Linked DNA regions of Sus scrofa: region 1 is linked to region 2. The links are chromatin contacts, called in public HiChIP or PLAC-seq maps. All regions are on one chromosome and are shown on one strand. The core of a region is the stretch at or near the end of the contact, and the rest is flanking DNA. Distances in the headings are between cores, read along the strand shown.

Evidence for each region. HiChIP or PLAC-seq counts read pairs in DNA pulled down with a chosen protein or histone mark.
Region 1: a contact with region 2 is called in an H3K27ac HiChIP or PLAC-seq map of alveolar macrophages. The contact joins the promoter of PCMTD1 here to the promoter of MRPL15 in region 2. A contact is called at or near these places in 1 of 5 promoter capture datasets (liver) and 1 of 2 datasets of contacts at active chromatin or transcription factors (alveolar macrophages).

What each region holds. Positions count from the first base shown.
Region 1 is chr4:78,096,513-78,100,620 of Sscrofa11.1, forward strand. It overlaps PCMTD1 (protein-L-isoaspartate O-methyltransferase domain-containing protein 1), which reads left to right and starts at 2,509. Exons shown (of 6, transcript XM_021089409.1): 1 at 2,509-2,779.
Region 2 is chr4:77,073,194-77,077,786 of Sscrofa11.1, forward strand. It overlaps MRPL15 (mitochondrial ribosomal protein L15), which reads right to left and starts at 2,629. Exons shown (of 5, transcript NM_001243528.1): 1 at 2,240-2,629; 2 at 1,315-1,469; 3 at 183-348. The coding sequence starts at 2,347.

The sequences.
Region 1 (4,108 bases), core at 1,259-3,758, 1.0 Mb after region 2:
GCACTTCTAGTAAGTTCCCTTATTGTTTGATGGCTCTGGTCCCAGACCACATTTTGAGAACCACAAATTTAAACAAAATCTGGTTCATTAGTTATAGCTAATGTCTGCAAACAAAGTTTGTCCTGAAGTTAAAAGTTGCCCCTTCCTCTCTGTCAGCTCTGAGACAGCTTTATATTTCCTTGATTTGTAAATTATATAAATATCACTTCTCTGGAATGCAGGGTCTGAAGCTTTCTCCATTTGCAAATTCTAGTCCTACTCATAAAACATAAATTTCTATTTCTTGGAGTTCCTGTCGTGGCCCAGTGGTTAATGAATCCGACTAGGAACCATGAGGTTGCAGGTATGATCCCTGGCCTTGCTCAGTGGGTTGAGGATCTGGCATTGCCGTGAGCTGTGGTGTAGGTTGCAGACTCAGCTCCAATCTGATGTTGCTGTGGCTGTGGTGTAGGCTGGCGGCTACAGCTCCGATTGGAGCCCTAGCCTGGGAACCTCCATATGCCGCAGGAGCGGCCCTAGAAAAGGCAAAAAGACCAAAAAAACCCCAAAATGAAACAAAACAAAAAAACATAAATTTCTATTTCTTAAAATCTGTAAGGAAATGCCGATGTGTTGTCCTTGTTTTTCAAACATAGAGAAATAAGTATAGTAAAGCTAACTTTCTTTAGAGAGGAACTATTTATTTTTATTGTTTCTTTTGCGGGTAGCAGGTGGTGGACTTTTAACTGTACTGAAAACAGCACAAGGAAAAACAATAGCAGAACAAAGCAGTTCCTTATTTGGTGGATTTTCCCCAGACACTGCAGGTCAAATGAAAGATATGAGGAAATTCTTTCAGGCCTCAGACCAGAATTGGCACTTCTCACATAACCAAGGCCCATAACACAACAGAGTTGACTGCAAATAACTAGATGATTTAAGGTTAATCTGGGCAATAAATGAAGACCTTCAATCATAAGGCTGAAGAAAACATGCAACAACTCTAGCCAAGACTTTGGAAAATGTCAACTTCTAGGATGGTGACAGTAGTTTGTATTCTAAATTTAGCTCGACAAGCATCTGTTGAATGCTTTATGTGTGGAAATTACAACGTTCCTCTCTGCAAAGCATTCTGTAGTCACAAAGTATTCACTCTGGCTATTTTTTTGCTTAATATTAAAATCGCAGCAAGTTGGTATGAATAATAAAGTTATCAGAGCAAGTATTACTTTCCTGTTGCCAGGACCAGACTTGCTGCAACAATGCACCAAGAACTCTAGGTATAAACTATCTTGTAGGCATCTAAATTAATCAGTCTAAATAAATCTCTAAGTAATTCCAGATGATGGAATAATTTAAAATTATCCATGAAAGGTGCTAAATGGAGGAACAATGAGAAAAGGGCTGAAGGAGGAAAACCCCAGGAAGATGCTGGGTTGCGGCTGCTTTCCTGTTGAACTACTCGCCCACAGCACTTGGTCCTGTTTATTAACCTAGTACTTACTAGCAGTCTTACTAAAAAATGACCTGTGGTCAACTTTCATGCAGTTGTGAGAAAAAAGGTCTCAAACTCTGAAAAATTCCTATAGCAGGATGGAGAGAGTAAAGAAAATACAAGAAATGAAGAGGAAGAAAGAGGATCAAGAGTGCAGCAGTTGTTTAATGATTTTAGCTACTTTTCTACCCTGGCCATTTTTTCTTATTTAGCTTATGGTAAGGTTTTCATGTGCTCAAATCTCTGCCTGGGATGGCAGCAAGCGAACCCTTTATGACTGTTACTTGACTCCACCGGTTAGGGTGCCCTGAGACCACGCTGGGGGGGGGGGGGGCAAGGAACCCAAGGACCAAGGGCGATGGCCCATGGAGAAATTCTGCAGCTCAGAGTTGAACGTCCACCTGATTTGCATTCATATTCCATTTGGTGCAAATAAAATCGCTGACCTGGACCGCAGACAACCTTAGCAGTTTTGCTCTGGTTTGCAAGCTCTTCCCTGGCGATGTCAGCCCTGACCCTGCTTGCAGGTTCTTCGTGAAGAGCATGTGATTTAACCACTTCTGCACACAGTCAGCTTGGTGGGAAACAGCGCCCCGGGCTTTCTAGCCAACGCGTTCACCGGAGGCAGCTCGCCAGCTAGGCCGCCTCACTTGAGCTCGTCTGCAAACCGCAGCCCAAGAAACCACAGGCCCAACGCTTGGACGTGCACCCGGCGCGGCAACCCCGGGCTCGGCTCCCGGGCCCGCCGCCGGTCGAGGAATGAGTGGCCCGCGCTGACCGACAGACAGGCGCCCACACGCCGGCAGAGCCGCTCAAGGCCGGGGACAGGCCTCGGCTCCGTGGCGAACGCGAACACAACAAACCAGGAAGGCTATTCGATCATCCACACCCGCGGCTGCGGGAGCGGAGAGCCTGCTCTCGCGGAGTCTCTCGCGGCCTCAGGACCCCGGGCCGCGTCAAGACCTCGCGTTGTTTGGGCCTGGGGGCGGGGCGCCCCAAGGGGCGGAGCCGGATGGGGCGGCCCCTGGCCTTGTTGACTTCGGCGTCCTCGCGCGCGACCCACGCACCCGCCGCCGTCCGCGCATGCCCGGTCTCCGACGGCTCCGAGGCCGCGGCGCTCGGGCTTCCTCAGCCCGCGTCCGGGCCCCGCCCCTCCCCCCTGCGGTGGCGGCGGTGGCGGCGGCGGCGGCGGAGGAGGAGGACGTGTTGTTGTGGCGGCGGCGGCGCCGGCTGCGGCGGAGCCCGCCAAGTCCCAGCGCCTCACCTGCGCCCGCCGCGGAGGGCCGGCAGACCGCCTCGCCGCAGGTAACGCCGCCGCCCGCGGGTTGGGGCAGGGGCCGGGCCGAGAGGTCGGGGTCCCAGGGGCCGGAGAGGGTCGCGGGGGTCGCGGGGCTGGGGGGCCCAGAGGTCGGGCTGGGCGGCTGAGGGGGCGGGGGTCTGGGGGGTCCAAGGTGTCGGAGGGATCCGGGCCCGGTGTCTGAGGGGGGTTGAGGGGGCCAGAGGTCGAGGGGACTGGGGGCGTCTGGGCCTGGCGGCTGGGGGGGGGGTGTCGAGGGGGTCGGGGGGAGTCTGGGAGCCGGGGGGCGGGCTCCAAGGGGTCGAGGGGACGGGGGGTTTGGGCCTGGCGGCTGGGGGGCCGGAGTCGAGGGAGTCTGGGGGCGAGGGCGTCTAAGGGGTCGAGGGGCTGGGGGTCTGGGCCGGCGGTCCAGGGGCGTAGAGGGGGCTGGGAGGTCAGGAGAACCGGGGGTCTGGAGGAAGTCGGGTCCTGGGCTGCTGGGGGTAGAGGGGCGGCGCTGGGGCTCTGGCCTGCCCTCGCCCTGTGACTTTGTTGTTGTTTGCGGCTGGAGGAGGAGCCCGGCCCACGTCGGCCCGGGAGCCTCGGCGCGGCGCCTGGCGGGGTTTCAGGGGCTGGCGCGGCGCTGGCGTTTGCTCACTTTCGGTGTTTCTGTCGGAGCGTTTCCTGCTGTTTAAGGGCGGGCGGGCCTTCTTGGGGCTTCAAACGCCGGCGTAGACAGGACCCAGGGGTGATTTTGCTAATATGAGGCTTCCCCGCCTCCGTCCAGTGCTGTGTTTTCGCCTGTCCTCTTTTTAAAATTGAGAGGTCCTGAGTATATTTTTGAAATTACATACTAGAAAAATTGGGGTATAGAGGAGAAAGTACGGTTTTACCAACAGTTTTTTTTTTCTCCCAGTTTATTTTTTATTTTTGCACAAAGTATTACATGGCTCTTTAAGAAAAAACTAAGCAGCAGCCCAGCAATGCAGTTTGCTCCCCCTCTCTCCCCGCCCCATTTCATCCCATCTTACTACCCTGGCTAACCAGTATTAAAGTGTGGTGTTAGGCCATGAAGGATATTTCTGTGCATGTTATAAGTATATTTTAAAAGCAAAATTGGGATCATGTATAGCATATAGTTTTTATTGGCCAACAATACTCACGGATATTTGTCCGTTTTATTACGTCTCATTCTTTTTAAAAACCGCAGAGCTATATTTTATTGCTGAACATCGTCTTCAATATTTCTATGATCTTTTGACTTTTAAATAGCATTTATTTATTTATTTGTCTTTTTAGAGCCACACCCATGGCATATGGAAGTTCCAGGCTAGGGGTAGAATCAGAGCCTCAGCTGC
Region 2 (4,593 bases), core at 1,379-3,878:
GCCACTGTCCCACCGGAGAGAGCCAGCAGCTTTCTAAAACCACAACTGAGCAGAGCACAAGCGCCACCACATAATGGTTATCACAACTCAAAAGGGATCAAAATAAAGGCAGCAGCATGTGGACTGAATGGAAATCAGAAATAGGCTTCTATGTAATTCCAAAAACTTGAATCCAGACTTACCTCCTCTACCAGCTGGACACCATAATCCCTCTTAGATGGCTGGATGGTCACACCCCTGCCATTGACAAGCTGGGTTAAGTCAATAGGTTGTGTAGGATCAACTCGACCCAAGTCAATAAGATACTGCAGTCTATTGAGACTCAAAGGCTGATACTGGTGTCGGAAGCTGCAGAACAAGAAAGTTGAAAACGCAGTCAGACTTATCTTCCTGTGAGATCCAAGGCTTTGTCCTATGTTTTCCTCCCTCAATTTAGATGGTTTAATGAAACTCCTGAGTATACTATAAACATGTAATACTCCTTGAATTTTGGCAACAAAACAAAACCATTAAGTACTTACTTTGTTTCCTTAAAAATTACTGGCCTAAGCATTTACTTCACTCACACATATAAACAAATACTGAAAAATTTAACACACTATCTGAATTATTCACTAAAGGAATTCAGGGAGTTCCCGTCAGCTCAAGGGTAATAAACCTAACTAGTATCCATGAGGACACAGATTTGATCCCTGGCCTTGATCGGTGTGTCAAGGATCCAGCATTGCCATAAGCTGTGGTGTAGGTCAAAGACAAGGCTAGGGGAGTTCCCGTCGTGGCTCAGTGGTTGACGAATCCGACTAGGAACCATGGGGTTTCGGGTTCGATCCCTGTCCTTGCTCAAGTGGGTTGAGGATCCGGCATTGCCATGAGCTGTGGTGTAGGTCACAGATGCGGCTCGGATCCCGAGTTGCTGTGGCTCTGGCTGGCAGCTACGGCTCCGATTTGACCCCTAGCCTGGGAACATCCACATGCTGTGGGAGCGGCCCTAGAAAGGACAAAAAAAAAAAAAAAGAACTCAAAGTAATGGTAGTTATCATGTATTGGGTGATGATAGAGGACCAGATTTTTATATATATTGTTGTGCTAAACAACCTCAAGAGCAGGCTCTGTAAGTATCTCCATTTGGCAGGTCTGAGTGCAAAGTCTGGCTTTTTTTTCCCTACTAAATCAGGCTAAGTTTCATTACCAAAAGTGGGTCACAGCAACAGGAGCAAGTTTGCTTCAAGTGGATTTAAATTTCTACCAAGCTATTTTTAGGTGATTCTCAGTAAGAATTAGAGATTTTCAGGTTGAGAAGCAAAGCAAAGTTACCTATGTCCTTCATTAAAGCCATATTTTGGGATTCGAAGGTAGAATGGAGTCTGGCCTCCCTCAAAGCCCAATCGGGGCCGGGTTCCTCTCTGCCGTTCTCCCTTGTGGCCTCTGCCACATTTTCTGCCTCTTCTCCGACCTCTTGGTCGTCTTTCCTACAAGGAAAGAGGAATGTTTTATGATCCACACACGCATCTGTTTAAATCATATTTCACCTTTGTGCTGTATCTTTTGGTTATGCCCTTCATTCATCCAACCAGCTAGCAATAGCCAAATTTACAAGGTTCCAGACACCATCCTGGCTGCCCTGAAATCCAAATACTCAACACTAACAGCTTTGCCTCTGAAGACGTAGCTGATTCTTGCAACCAAGTTGTGTTTCAAAGGCAAAGTTCCAAGAATGAGATGAGAAAAAGGATTCTATGACAGGCGGGAATTGAAGAAAATTCTAGAATTAAACATCCACGACTAGCAAAATTTATGTAATATTCAAGTGCATTTATTTTGAAATTAATTGTAAATATGCCACTGTTGCCCATATATAGTATTTTATTTAACTTAATTTCCTGTCACTTCACGAAATCAAGGAGTTCTTAAAGTGACAGTACGTCCACTAACAGCTCAGAGATTTACAGAAGAAACATCGAACATAGTATCTTTCCTATAAAGATAAAGACACAATGGAAAAAACTTCATTAAAACCCGTCTTAACGAGACAGTCGTTTTTAACTCCTGCGATTTCGCTCCTCGATAGTAAAATAATTATGCTCTTAAACCCGAACCTTGCAGAGAACTGAAACCACGTGGTCAGGTTTTCCCACGTCACTCAAGGAGACCTGGGGCCCGGCAGCCCCTCCCTCCTCCCAGAGCCTATGGACTCACAACCCTCAGGACCCCGCCACCGCGCCGACATCCGCAGCCTTACCGGTTTCCTGGAGCCCGGGTTCGGCTTCAGGTTGGCCAGACTCACACGGGGAAGGGCTCGCAGCAGGTCCAGGGCCCGGGGCCCACCGCCCTGCACGGGGCCGCCCATAACCCGTGCCGCAAAAGCCGCAAGGGCGCCGATCCACGTGATCTGGGACGCTGCTTTACGGCCGCGGCACCGCCCCTGTCGTGCTGTCAGTCCGCTGCGCCGCTTGCCGCGGGGCACACCGGGAGCCGGCTCCGCGTTGGAGGCAGCACGTGTCTCCCCATGTCTACCTCGTAGCGGCGTGATCCGGCTTTGTTTTCAGTTGGTTGGGGCTGGGCTATTTCGAGAGGTCGTGCCCCGACCCCGGCTCTGAATGTGCAGCGTTCTCTTGCGCTGCACCAGGCAGGCACTGAAAACGCTGTGTGTAGGAGTCCCTGGCCTGTGCTGTCACAACGTCTGGTCCTTAGAAGCAGGGCTGTCTCTGAGCTCCAGGTGGAGTGCAGAATAAGATCACCTGGACGCTGAAGCACTAGCTTGCGCTGGGCCAGTTGTATACACTATGGCCTGAAAAAAAGTTGTGCAATGTAAAGGTTGGAAGTTAAGTTTTATTTGGGGCAAAATGACTATAAAGTCTGGGAAACAGCGTTTCAGGGACCTCTGAGGAACTGCTTTGAAGAGGTAGGGGGAAGGTCAGTGTATACGATTTTAGTGAAGGGGGTACGTGCAATCAAGCACACGTTTTGGCAGACGTTTCCTGCTAGTCATCAGGAACAAATACCATGGTTAATGACTTTACGGCTTTTCTAGACAGGAGATGTAAAAATTTGGGTTCATAAAATCCCCCGAAAATATCTATGTGAAAGTTGTTCTGCCAGTTTTTCCCAGAGCACATTTCTGATCTCCATGCTTTCAGTATGTGTTGAAGCTCAGCAGCTGCAGTGGCTACTAACAATCCTAGGAGAGACAGATGGCTAGTGCCAATTTTTAGTTGGCACCAGTGAGATAAGAATACCTGAGGTCTAGGTATTGCAATGGCTGGCTAGTAGCAACTGTGAAAAAGACTCAAAACCCTGCATCCAGTCTGAGTGCCTCTGTTATGCTTTGACTGAGTCACTGAGATACTAACTCAAAAGCTGTTAATAATGAAGGAGCCAGGCTGAGTGCTTGGTATGTCAGTCACGTGCTGATTCAGCCTCATTTTGTTCAACTAAACAACTCCTCGTGGGGTAGATGTTTTATCACCTTTGACAGACTTGGCAGGGTTGGTAGTTGGACTAAGATCTCAGCAAGCCGCAGAGACAAGATTTGTACTTTGGCTCCTATTACATAAGTAATATTTTTTTATAACATGAAGCTGAATATCTGCAGCACAAAATACGTAACATTTTCACTGAATAAAATATGAGCTTCCCTATTTTTGTCTTAAGTGAGTGTAATATAGACCATGCTTCTTTCTTTTTCTTCTAATTTTTTTTTTTTTTTTTTTTTTTTTTTTTGTTTCACTGTCTGGGGTGTTGTTCCTGCTGTTCCTGTTAGTGTAAGTAAGAAATAACTTTGTGGAGCACAGCTACTTCCTTTTTTTTTTTTAAGGCCGCATCTATGGCATATGGAAGTTCTCAGGCTAGGGGTCAAATTGGAGTTATAGCTGCCAGCCTATACCACAGCCACAGCAACACCAGATCCAAGCTGAGTCTGCAACCTGCACTACAGCTCACAGCAACACCAGATCCTTAACCCACTGAGTGAGGCCAGGGATCGAACTGCGTCCTCATGGATATTAGTTGGATTCATTGCCACAACAGGAACTCCACTACATCTATTTTTAAACCTTTAAGAAGTCATTTTAAATCAAGTATAAAAAAACTGCCAAAAAAGAAGAGTTTGCATTCTCTCCTTTATTTAAGCAATATTTATGAGCAAGATACTGAACTTGTTACTGAAAAACGTACAAAGATAAAGTCAAACAAGATCTTGCTCCCAGATTGTTTGAAATGAGGTAGAGGAGACTTTCCAAAATTGAGTATTTTTTAAAAGTTAAAAAAAAAAGTAAGCCTCTTATAGCTCTAATAACACAAATCAAGAAAAATACAGATATGTGAGTTCTATAAAACGATATGAAGATAAAGTCCAGACTCTATTTAAAAGTGTAGAAAAAATATGGTGGAAAAAAATAGAAGCTAGGTCCTGCCTTTAAGTGTTTTCAATTCAATATATTTCATCATCTTTTTGTTAAAAATTTCATACTTCTGGGAAGAAAATTGCAAAACATGTTGCAAAATACTGCCTACAGAAAGACACACCATATTTCCCCTTAATCAGAAAATCATTGTACTAAGTAATGAGCTCCTGGGTGAGTGTTAACGCCAATA